Regions from separate parts of the Capra hircus genome. Here region 2 is linked to region 1. The links are chromatin contacts, called in public Hi-C maps. All regions are on one chromosome and are shown on one strand. The core of a region is the stretch at or near the end of the contact, and the rest is flanking DNA. Distances in the headings are between cores, read along the strand shown. Region 1 has its middle 47 kb from the start of ARL8B. Region 2 overlaps ITPR1 (inositol 1,4,5-trisphosphate receptor type 1).

What was found. A called contact is a pair of places that touch in the nucleus more often than the background predicts.
Region 2: a contact with region 1 is called in a Hi-C map of blood, with 9 times the contacts expected there. The contact joins two enhancer-like sites. A contact is called at or near these places in 2 of 5 Hi-C or Micro-C datasets (both in blood).

Annotation. Positions count from the first base shown.
Region 1 is chr22:21,161,503-21,166,526 of ARS1.2, reverse strand. No RefSeq gene overlaps it. Among named protein-coding and RNA genes, the nearest start is that of ARL8B, 47 kb to the right of the region's middle. Within about 2 kb of position 1,611, at least 1 of the 5 cell types and tissues checked has an H3K27ac peak or open chromatin away from gene starts, as enhancers often do.
Region 2 is chr22:21,497,803-21,503,212 of ARS1.2, reverse strand. It overlaps ITPR1 (inositol 1,4,5-trisphosphate receptor type 1), which reads left to right. Exons shown (of 61, transcript XM_018066872.1): 37 at 2,127-2,275; 38 at 3,187-3,298. Among named protein-coding and RNA genes, the nearest start is that of ITPR1, 220 kb to the left of the region's middle. Within about 2 kb of position 2,987, at least 2 of the 5 cell types and tissues checked have an H3K27ac peak or open chromatin away from gene starts, as enhancers often do.

The sequences.
Region 1 (5,024 bases), core at 362-2,861:
CCTTACCCCCAGAAACCACAAGTTCATTTTATGTCTGTGAGTCTCTTTCTGTTTTGTAAGTAAGTTGATTTGTATCATTTTTTTAAGATTCCACATATAAGGGATATCATACTATAGTTCTTATAAGTTTAAATATCCACCTGTAGTTAGTGACTGCTGCATTGAATAGCAGAGTTCTTTGTTTGGATTATTTTGGCTATACCACAAGGGATGTGGGATCTTAGTTCCCTGACCAGGGATCAAACTGATGACCCCTGCATTGGACACAGAGTGTTAACCAGCTGATCACCAGAGAAGTCTCTTGAATAACAATTTTAAAGGCTTAATTTCTTTACCTGTGCAAGGGGGATGATAACACATATCCATGGGATCTTATGCAAGTTAAAGGAAATTATTTGAGAGAACTTCTAGTAAGATGCATGGCTTATAACAGGCAGTTATAATGTGTGTTTGGATATACACCCACTGGAATCTGTGGAACATTCCACCTGCACACCCATTGCTAAATTTTTCATTAATCTCCTGCTGTGAATTCGAAAGGAAAAACAGGGAATATTCATTAGCACCACAGGTCTGTCTCTCTTAAAAAAATCTGTTTGGAATGAATCAGTCAATGTGGTGTTTTGTATTTTTTTCACCCTCTCTCTGAGATGGGAGACTATATCAGCTTATGGTAAAAGAGTCATCCCAGTCAATGAATAATCAGAGGCAAAGCCAAGCAGATGATAAATCTTGGCCTCCATCCTGTGAAGCCACCCACTAAGCAACGTTGAATAAATCTGCTCAGGCTTAGCATATTTTTCAGGGTAATTGGTTGCAGTTTTCTGAGAGTCTTCAACTGGTTAACCTTAAGCTGGACTTACGCCAAGCTAATGAAACAGAGAATGAAGTAAGTTCTGATTCTGATTTTAAGTTTCAGGGAGGGGACTATGGCATTGGACGTAACAGTGCTGAGAGCAAAAATAAGTGTTTGTTCAGGCTTCTTTACCCTGGATGTGAGCAACATCTGGGTTTCTGTTATTTCCCCAGATGGTTCCCTTCTCCTTGGAGAGGGCTACAGGTGACTTAGAGAGAACTTCACGGAATACCATGTAATTAAACTAATTATGGCTCTGTCGAGGCGGGATGTTCGCATTTTAAATCATGGGGTGAGGAAGCTGTGAAGATAAACAAGTGACACTTTCTAGAAATGGTTACCTGAGTGGGCTTAGAGTCGGGAGATCTGGGTTCAACTACTAGCTTCTCCCCTTGGTCACTGGGTGACCTTGAGGAACTCATTAAGGTCTCAGAGCCTCTGTCTTCTTGTCAGTAAAATGGGCATAATGCCACTTGCCTCAACAGACAAAGAGAAATATGTGAAGCATCAGCATAATGCCTGGTATGTGGTAGAGACTAAAAGCATGCTGGTTGGTTTTAGGTTACCTCTTCTTTAGGGTGATACAGTGATGCTTCGGAGAAGAAACTCACAGTGTAGCCTTTCTGTGTTTCCACATTGTTATGGGCTATTATGTTTGCTATGGGTTGCATCATTTCCCCCCAAATTTGTCAAAATTGCTGAAGTCCTAACCCCCAGCAGTTCAGAATGTGACTCTATTTGGAGACAGGCTCTTTAAAGAGGTGATGAAGGTAAAATGAGGTCATTAGGGTGGGCCTTCATCCAGTAAGACTGGTGTCCTTTTAAGATGAAGAAATTTGGACACATGCGTGTACTGAGGAAAGACCACGTGAAGACAGAGGGAGAAGACAGCCATCTGCAAACCGAGAAGAGATGTTTTAGGAGAAACCAACCCTGCTGACAGACTTGTAGCCTTTAGAACTGTGAGAAAATATATTTCCCTAGTTTAAGCCACCCTGTTTGTGGTAGGTAGTTACAACAGCCTCGGCAAACCAGGGTATGCTTTCTCCCTGGTCCTTAAGCATTCACTGTTTCCAGCAAATATTTTTAGGCCTACTGTGTTCTAGGCTCTGAATATACAAAGATGAACAACACAGTTTCTATGCTCACGAAACAAATCTTCTAGTTGAGCACACAGATGAGATCATTCCTTAATCAGACCTGTGTTAAGGAGTTAGGTGGGTGAGGGAGAACAGCTATGAGATAAGGTTGAGGGGACAGGAAGTGTGCGCCCAGTTCATCAACTACAAGTTTTTACATGTGTTGACAGGAAGTGTGCACCCAGCTCATCAACTGCAAGTTTTTATGTGTGCTTTGTTTATAAAAAGCCAGCACTGGAACTCAGTCCAGCCACTGCTGTTCTCACAAACACCACTGTGATTCTTGTTGAGGGTTGAGTGTCCTGGGATGCACTACTCAGATCCTCCTCATGCTCCAGGAGATGGGAATGATGCTGAAAGACAGCCATCTGTTGTCATCCCGCTTTGGGGATCATATTAATTGAAGAAAACTGCCTTGCCTGGTCTCACTTCCTTTCAAGGTCACGGGGAGGCAATGCACATCCAGTGACTAGGAAGTGTGAGGGTTTAAAGCTGACCCTCTTGATGCAAATCAAGACAATTCTGGAGGGCCAGCACAGCTTCAGAGCTGCCCATGAGATTAACTGAGACCTCTAAGCCCACTTCATGGGTCAGCTTTTCCCTCTGTCCAACCCTGCTTCTGTCCCTTCCCTTTCACAAGTCTTGTCTCCAAGACCTAATAGTCATGCGGCTACCAGTCTCCATCCCAGAATCTGCCTCTTGGGAGTCCCATCTGTGACAGTGTTCCTATTGAAAATCAAGCATAGATGACCAGCAAGTGCAGATATTCAAGGCTTTCTTCCTTATGGTCCAGCTCTCACAACTGTACATGACTACTGGAAAGACTATATGGACTTTTGCCGACAAAATGATGTCTTTACTTTTTAACACACTGTCTATGTTTGTCATAGCTTTCCTGCAAAGAAAAGGGAAAAAATATTATATTTATTTATTTATATTTTTGGCCTTGTGGCATATGGGATCTTAGTTTCTCTACCAGGAATTGACCCTATGCCCCCTGAAGTAGTAGCGAGGATTCTTAACCACTGGCCCACCAGGGAAGTCCCCAGAATTTGTATTTAGAGGAGATCATGGCTCCTCCAGAAGTGCTTGCAGTACTCCCAGTCCCTTCCCAGAGGTCCTTTATGTGTAGGCCACCTCATGACTTTGCACCTTGGATCCAGGTGCTTGGACGAGGTGTCAGACCCAAAGGTAGTCTTTTGTAGGTGGGCCAGCAGCCAATGAGATGGTGCTTTGCAAGCATCGGGTCTAACAGATGACTCCCATCTACCTCTCCAGACTGTTCCACACCGTGGTCTTTACCTTCGCTTTCTGGGGAGGCTGACTTCCTGCCTCTTCTCCTTGGCTAAGACATCTCACATGCCATGGCCTCTGCCTAGAGCATGAGGCATTCCCTCCTCTACATGCTTTCATAGAATGACTCCTTATCCCGTTATCGCCTAAAAGTTGTTTCTTTAAGGAACCAGTCCCTTACCACTTCCGAACTTTTTGTTGTTTCCTTCACATAAGGACCTCAGTTTGTAAACTGATATTAGGATTAATGAATGTCTGTAAGCCGCACTTGGCTGCCAGCACCTTGAGGGTAGAGTCCACTGCTCACTACTGTACTCCCAGCTCCACCATGGTGCCCAGAACACAGGGAGACCCAGCACTATTAGCTGAATAACTAATGTGAATTTTCTTCTTCTTTTTTAAAATTTATTTTTTTAATATAAATTTATTTATTTTAACTGGAGGCTAATTATTTTACAACATTGTATTGGTTTTGCCATACATCAACATGAATCTGCCACGGGTGTACACGTGTTTCCCATCCTGAACCCCTTTCCCACCTCCCTCCCCATACCATCCCTCTGGGTCATCCCAGAGCACCAGCCCCAAACATCCTGTATCATGCATCGAACCTGGACTGGCGATCTGTTTCATATATGATATTATAAATGTTTCAATGCCATTATCCCAAATCATCCCACTCTTTCCCTCTCTCACAGAGTCCAAAAGACTGTTCTATACATCTGTGTCTCTTTTGCTGTCTCGCATACAGGGTTATCATTACCATCTTTCTAAATTCCATATATATGCGTTAGTATACTGTATTGGTGTTTTTCTTTCTGGCTTACTTCACTCTGTATAATAGGCTCCAGTTTCACCCACCTCATTAGAACTGATTCAAATGTATTCTTTTTAATGGCTGAGTAATACTCCATCGTGTATATGTACCATAGCTTTCTTATTCATTTGTCTGCTGATGTACATCTAGGTTACTTCCATGTCCTGGCTATTATAAACAGTGCTGCAATGAACATTGGGGTACATGTGAGTTTTCTTCCTGAAGGGTGACTGAATGAGCCAAATCGGTTCCTTCTTCTTCAGATCACAAGTTTAAGTTAGATACTTCCCTGGTGCTCCAGTGGGTAGGACTTGGTGCTCTCACTGTTAAGGCCTGGGTTTAATCCCTGGTCAGGGAACTGACCATGGACATCACCAGATGGTCAATACTGAAATCAGATTGACTATATTCTTTGCAGCCAGTGATGGAGAAAAACAGTACTGGGAGCTGACTGTGGCTCAGATCATGAACTCCTTATTGCAAAATTCAGACTTAAATTGAAGAAAGTAGGGAGAACCACTAGACCACTCAGGTATGACCTAAATCAAATCCCTTAAGATTATACAGTGGAAGTGACAAATAGATTCAAGGGACTAGATCTGATAGACAGAGTGCCTGAAGAACTATGGACAGAGGTTCATAACACTGTACAGGAGGCAGGGATCGAGACCACTCCCAAGGAAAAGAAATGCAAAAAGGCCAAAGGGTTGCCTGAGGAGTCCTTACAAATAGCTGTGAAAAGAAAGGAAGCAAAAGGCAAAGGAGAAAAGGAAAGATATACTTATTTGAATGCAGAGTTCCAAAGAATAGCAAGGAGAGATAAGAAGGCCTTTGTCAGTGATCAATGCAAAGAAATAGAGGAAAACAACAGAATGGGAAAGACTAGAGATCTCTTCAAGAAAGTTAGAGATACCAAGGG
Region 2 (5,410 bases), core at 1,738-4,237, 340 kb before region 1:
AAAGGCCCTGCTGGGGAAGGAACACTGGAACCAAGACCAGGGGATGGGGGGATTGACTTAGAGAATGGAAGGGAAGGGAAGAGCTTGTGAGGAGGCCATTGCACAGGGGAGAATACGGTGCAGAGACCTCAGGAAGGTTGGCTTGGCTGGAGCCCACGGAGCTGGGTGGATGGGCGGGGCTCTTGCCGGTCAAGGAAGGAATTTGAGCCTTGTCATGACAGCGCTACTTCTTAAACAAAGGTAGCCTGATTCCCCATGAGGTGTTTCCTGATCTCCACTATGGTTTAGAAGGAGGAAGGTCATTGTAGACTCGTAACTGGATGAACACACAGCATTTTCTCCTGCTCAGACTGAATTATCTGTGGCTTAGAAACACACCAGTGCTCTCCTTAGATCATTATGCATATTCTTGGGTAACAGAATAAAATACATAAGTTTAGGCAGTGCTTGTTTTAAAGACTTGGCCAGTAGCCAAAGTGATCCTCATTTATCTAATGAGTTATTGTCTGTCTGAGTCCCTGCAGTTACGAGATTGCTCAGAACGGCAAAAGTTGTCATAATGTGAGAACATTAACTTGCAAATGAAGTGCTTATATAATTAACCCCCATTCAGACATCCCCCTCACTTAACACTGGCATCTCCCCCTGCCCATTGCTTCGCCATCCTTGTCTGTTGGTCTCTCCCCGATTGCCGAATGTTCTACATTTGACAATACAATGCAAATCAATTGCAATGTGAAGTTCCAACCTGGCAAAAGATGCAAGATTTCGTGAACACGATGCCGAAGAACTGTTTCAATCTTGTACAAAAGCTGGAGACAGATAACGAATTGCCAGAGTGAGGGCCAGTCACTGTTGAAGAAGAGGAAATTGGGTGCCTTCCCAGAGAGAACTGTTAGGGAAACTGACAAAATTCTCAGAGAATTTTGCCAAAGCAACCCTCTTTCTGACTGTGGTGTGAAAGTCAATCCAAACTAAGGGATGTTGCAGGGTACTCATAATATTGTTGGGAATATCGCCCCCCCCCAACGCCCCCCCGCCCAAAGCAGTTTGGTTTAGTCATGCATTCTTTGAATGCATCCTAAATAAGATTGAGTGATGACAAATTTTGTTAAATGTAAGATGAAGTAGAATTGTATTCATAAGCTTTGGTTCCTAGATAAAAGATCACTCAATTCTTTGTGAATTTGAGGCCTATGAAATTTGGGTCCCTAATTGAGATGAGTGCAATTACAGTGGGCTTTGTCCATGCAAAGCTTCCTGGTGAATTACCTGATCTTCCCCAGCGTGTCGTGTTCTGCCCTTCTTAGCCAGCTTGCCGGTAGCTTGGTTCTCAGTTAGCCAGCCAGACGGCAGACTTGAGCATCTTTTGGAGATGATCTCTCATCTGTTTCCTGCCATTTGCCTTTATATGGTGTTTGTTGTGTTGGTTTTGCTGCTCTTTCAACTTCTCTCTGTTTTCCTTTCCTACAGCTATGTGTTTTGCATTTGAAGACCATCATGCTATCAGGGTACATGTATTTAGCATGTTGATACAGCATGTTCATTCCTTTGTGTTCTCATTTTTATATGATATTTTATTATATGAATAATTCATGCTCATTGGAAATAATTTGACAATACTCACAAGTACCACTAAATAGAAGAAAACTGGAATCACCCGTAATCCCACCTCTCAGAGAAAACCACTAATGATGTTTTAATGTTGGCTGCATATCCTTTAGACATTAATGTTGCTGATAAAAAAGTGGATCGTAGAGTCCATACTATTGTTTGGCCGTTTTTTTTACACTTGTAATGTAGACACCTTTCCATGTTGTCGAATGTACTTTTTGCATCCTATTTTTAAACATACGGAATGATGCCTTGGGTAGCATAAGGATCATCTCACAGAGCGGGTGGGAAGGATGTTACGTCTTTGTTATTTCTCTGTTTTCCGCATCAGGGTCTAATGCTTCAGGTAACCGTTGGGCAATGTCTAGTAACTTGAGGCACATACCAGACGGTGCTGAGGTTACTGTAACCCAGCCTAGTCTGTGGTCATGCCTCAGGTCAGAAATGAATGTTCCCACCCTCCGCGGTCGCCTCGGCCCAAGCTGCTCACCTGGGCTGTGCTTCCGTTCCAGGACATCGTCTCGGCCCTGGAGGACCGTCTCCGGCCCCTGGTGCAGGCCGAGTTATCTGTGCTGGTGGATGTCCTCCACCGGCCCGAGCTGCTGTTCCCAGAGAACACGGATGCCAGGAGGAAGTGTGAAAGCGGGGGCTTCATCTGCAAGTAAGCAGCCCCTCTGGCCACGGTGCTCGCTGGGGCAAAACCCCAATGACCAGACGCAGTGCTGGCTCCCGGGGAAGGCGGGGCTGGCCTGGTGTTTGATGAAAACAGCAAGGTCTAGCACGGGGGGTCTGTTCTGACTGTTCTAAAGGAAGTGTGTAGGTGCAGTCCTACTTAGCAACACTGTTGTTGGGTGACAACTTCTTCTTTGAGAACCACACGCCTGGTCATTCATCTTCCACTCACCACATGCAGGCAGGATGCCCACCATGGACTGACATACAGACTCCAAAAGCCACGGCCCTGGAATGCTCAGAAAGCTCAAACCTACCAGGGCCTCACAGTCTTTTCCCAGCAGCTTTGTAGCTTCTCGTTTTATGCTGTGGGGCGTCATCTAGAAGCAACTGGTCCCATGACCCGAGATCGCTGTCTGATTTTCACCCTAAGGTTGGTTGGTTGCTTAGCTTGAGCATGAATTCTGCTGCTGCTTTATTTTCTGGGCCCGTCAAAGGATAAGACTGGATAAACAAAGCGATGGTTGGGATGTGTTTATCCCAGCCATCATACTCTTGAGGTTCTTTTTTTTTTTTTTTTTAACACTGCTGACATATTTTGGCCACATTTACTGACAATCCTCAGTGGATAAATAACTGCACTCCATAAACAGCAGTTTTGAGTGGGCCTCTGTCTCCCTTCGGACCTGTTTGCTGCTGCTGACCAGCAGGTGTCGCTATTGAGACACCGACCGGCTGTTAATGAAGGGACTGCCCGGAAGTCTGTTTAAGCCTGGGAGCCTTTGGTAAACATTAGTTCACTAACAGACTAGTTACAATAAGTTTCTTTTCTTTTTTTTTTTTTTTTTTTATGTAAAGGTTGTTTCAGGGATGTAATTCGTGGTTTTCCCCTCCATTCAGGTTAATCAAACACACTAAACAGCTGCTGGAGGAGAATGAGGAGAAACTCTGCATTAAGGTCCTTCAGACCCTCAGAGAAATGATGACCAAAGACAGAGGCTATGGAGAAAAGGTACTGCCTTCTATTTTCATGTGAAAACCAGGCGTTGCTATCAGATAGCAGCAGAGTGGGGGCGCTTAGAAATCCACCTTAGTTCAGGCATATTGACTGGAGGGATAACTTAAAAAAAAAAAAAAACACCTATTCACACTTAGGTGTCTCTTTTAGGCTGCTTGCCATACAATCTATATTCGGAAAAATAGGGACAACAAGATTTTCCGTCTGTTAAATTCCCAGTGAGAATGCAAATGCCTCTTGTGTACCAAGGTGTGTGTGTTCCTGAGTTTTGGGTTCCAGCTGAGCATAGCTGTGGGTTTACTTGCTTCTTTCTGGTGAAACGTTACACAATCCTCCCAGTGTATGAAGAAACTGCCTCCAGTTCTAACTGGAATGAAGACGGACAGACATGTCACCTTTTCTAACTGAGATTGGGAAATGGACCATGCCTGGGAGCTGAGACTTCTCAGCACATGCAGTGAGCCATGATGTACAGAAAACAGCCCGCACACCCCTGATTTTGGTCCAGGTGGGATAAAAACAGCCCCATTGCTCTTCCTTTCTGCCCCCAGCGAAAAACAGGGCCTGAATTTAAGTCTTACCAGTCTACTTTGAAGGCAATAATATTCATTTACTATCTTGAAGCCACTTTTATCAGCATTTTCCAAGTAGGTAAATATGCTGATATCATTGACTTATCAAATACACAGTAAATAACTGTTATTCATCTCTGTGAAGAATGCTTGATAATTAAATCACAGCCTCCCCTGTCAAAAGAGATGGTGACAACTAGATTCTTGCAAGTCTAAAACACTGTCGGAATCTTGCTTTCTAACCTAAGCAGTGTCCGTCCTTAATATTAGAGCAATTCAACATGTGAGGATCTTTGGATAAAAGCAGATAAAACAGGTACACAGTCCTTTTTTCAGTTTACATTCCTCCACTGGCCCCAAACCACAATGCTTTTAAACATCAATCTAAACTTGTAAAGTGTACAAATTCAATCTTGAATAAATGTTATTTAGAAAATAAGTGTTTAGAACTCAGGAGGAATTTAGTGGTGGAAATATGCCAGAATAGAGTTTAAATAATATAAAAGCACTGGTACAAATGGGAAGTAATGAGATGACCAGTCTGCACTTTGTAGACACCCAGGTAGGTCTTGCCCTTGATAAGGTGAGGAGGACAGTAAAAGAGATACACTTATCAGATAAGTAAATAATAGCCATTTATTCCACAGGATGTTTGTTTTTCTTCAAGTGAACTTAAGTGTTTTTAAAAAATTGACTCTAGTTTTAAAAACTCGTGTTTTTTTAAAAAATGACTCATTCACTTGCCCTAATAAGATAAACTCTACCAAAGGGACCTTAACCAGCTGTGAATTTATTTGTACCTTGGGGGCAGAAAACACGATTTTAAACTGTGGGGACCACAGTTTTCTCCTCTTGAGAATGTCTGCTTCTTTCTGTAGCCAAGGCACTTCAGGTAAGCTTTGCGTCTCTACTCCAGTGAACTTTGTAAGTTGTGTTTATACTTTGAAGTAAGTTTTCTTTTTAGAACAGGGAAGTATAAGTACAAGGAGTTGGTTGAGAGTCTATTGCTGGGCAGAAAAGTGCATGGGGGTCTTCGGGGCCGTGTGGAAGGTATGCTTCCTGCCGCCTTTCCCTCCCCATGGGGGGCCAACAGGGAGAACACTGTCTTGGCCTCTGGGGACATGATCCAAGATGCTGTCACCTTGCCTGTGAGAAAGCTTGTGGAGAGCGATAGAGCCAGGGCTTCGAGAGGCCAGTAGATGATGCAGGTCGTTGTGAAAGAGTTACGAGAGTTGAGAGGAGCTCCTGAGGTTGCAGCTCAATCCCTCTTCATCTGGTGAAGAAATTAGTCACACCCTAGCAGAGAGGGGCTTGGAGGCAGGATGACAGTTCCTTCCCGTCGGGTTGGAGCTGTCATCCCCCTGGTCAAAGTGAAAATACTAGAAGCAAGTACGGGAAATGCTCTGCCACCGAGGGAGACATTCTAGAAACCTGTGCTAGTCAGCAGCTCCGCAGCGACCACACAGACATGCCATGTTTCTGGCCCCACGCTCGGACTGCGGGAAAAGGCTGCTTAACCCTTCACTTTAAAGGG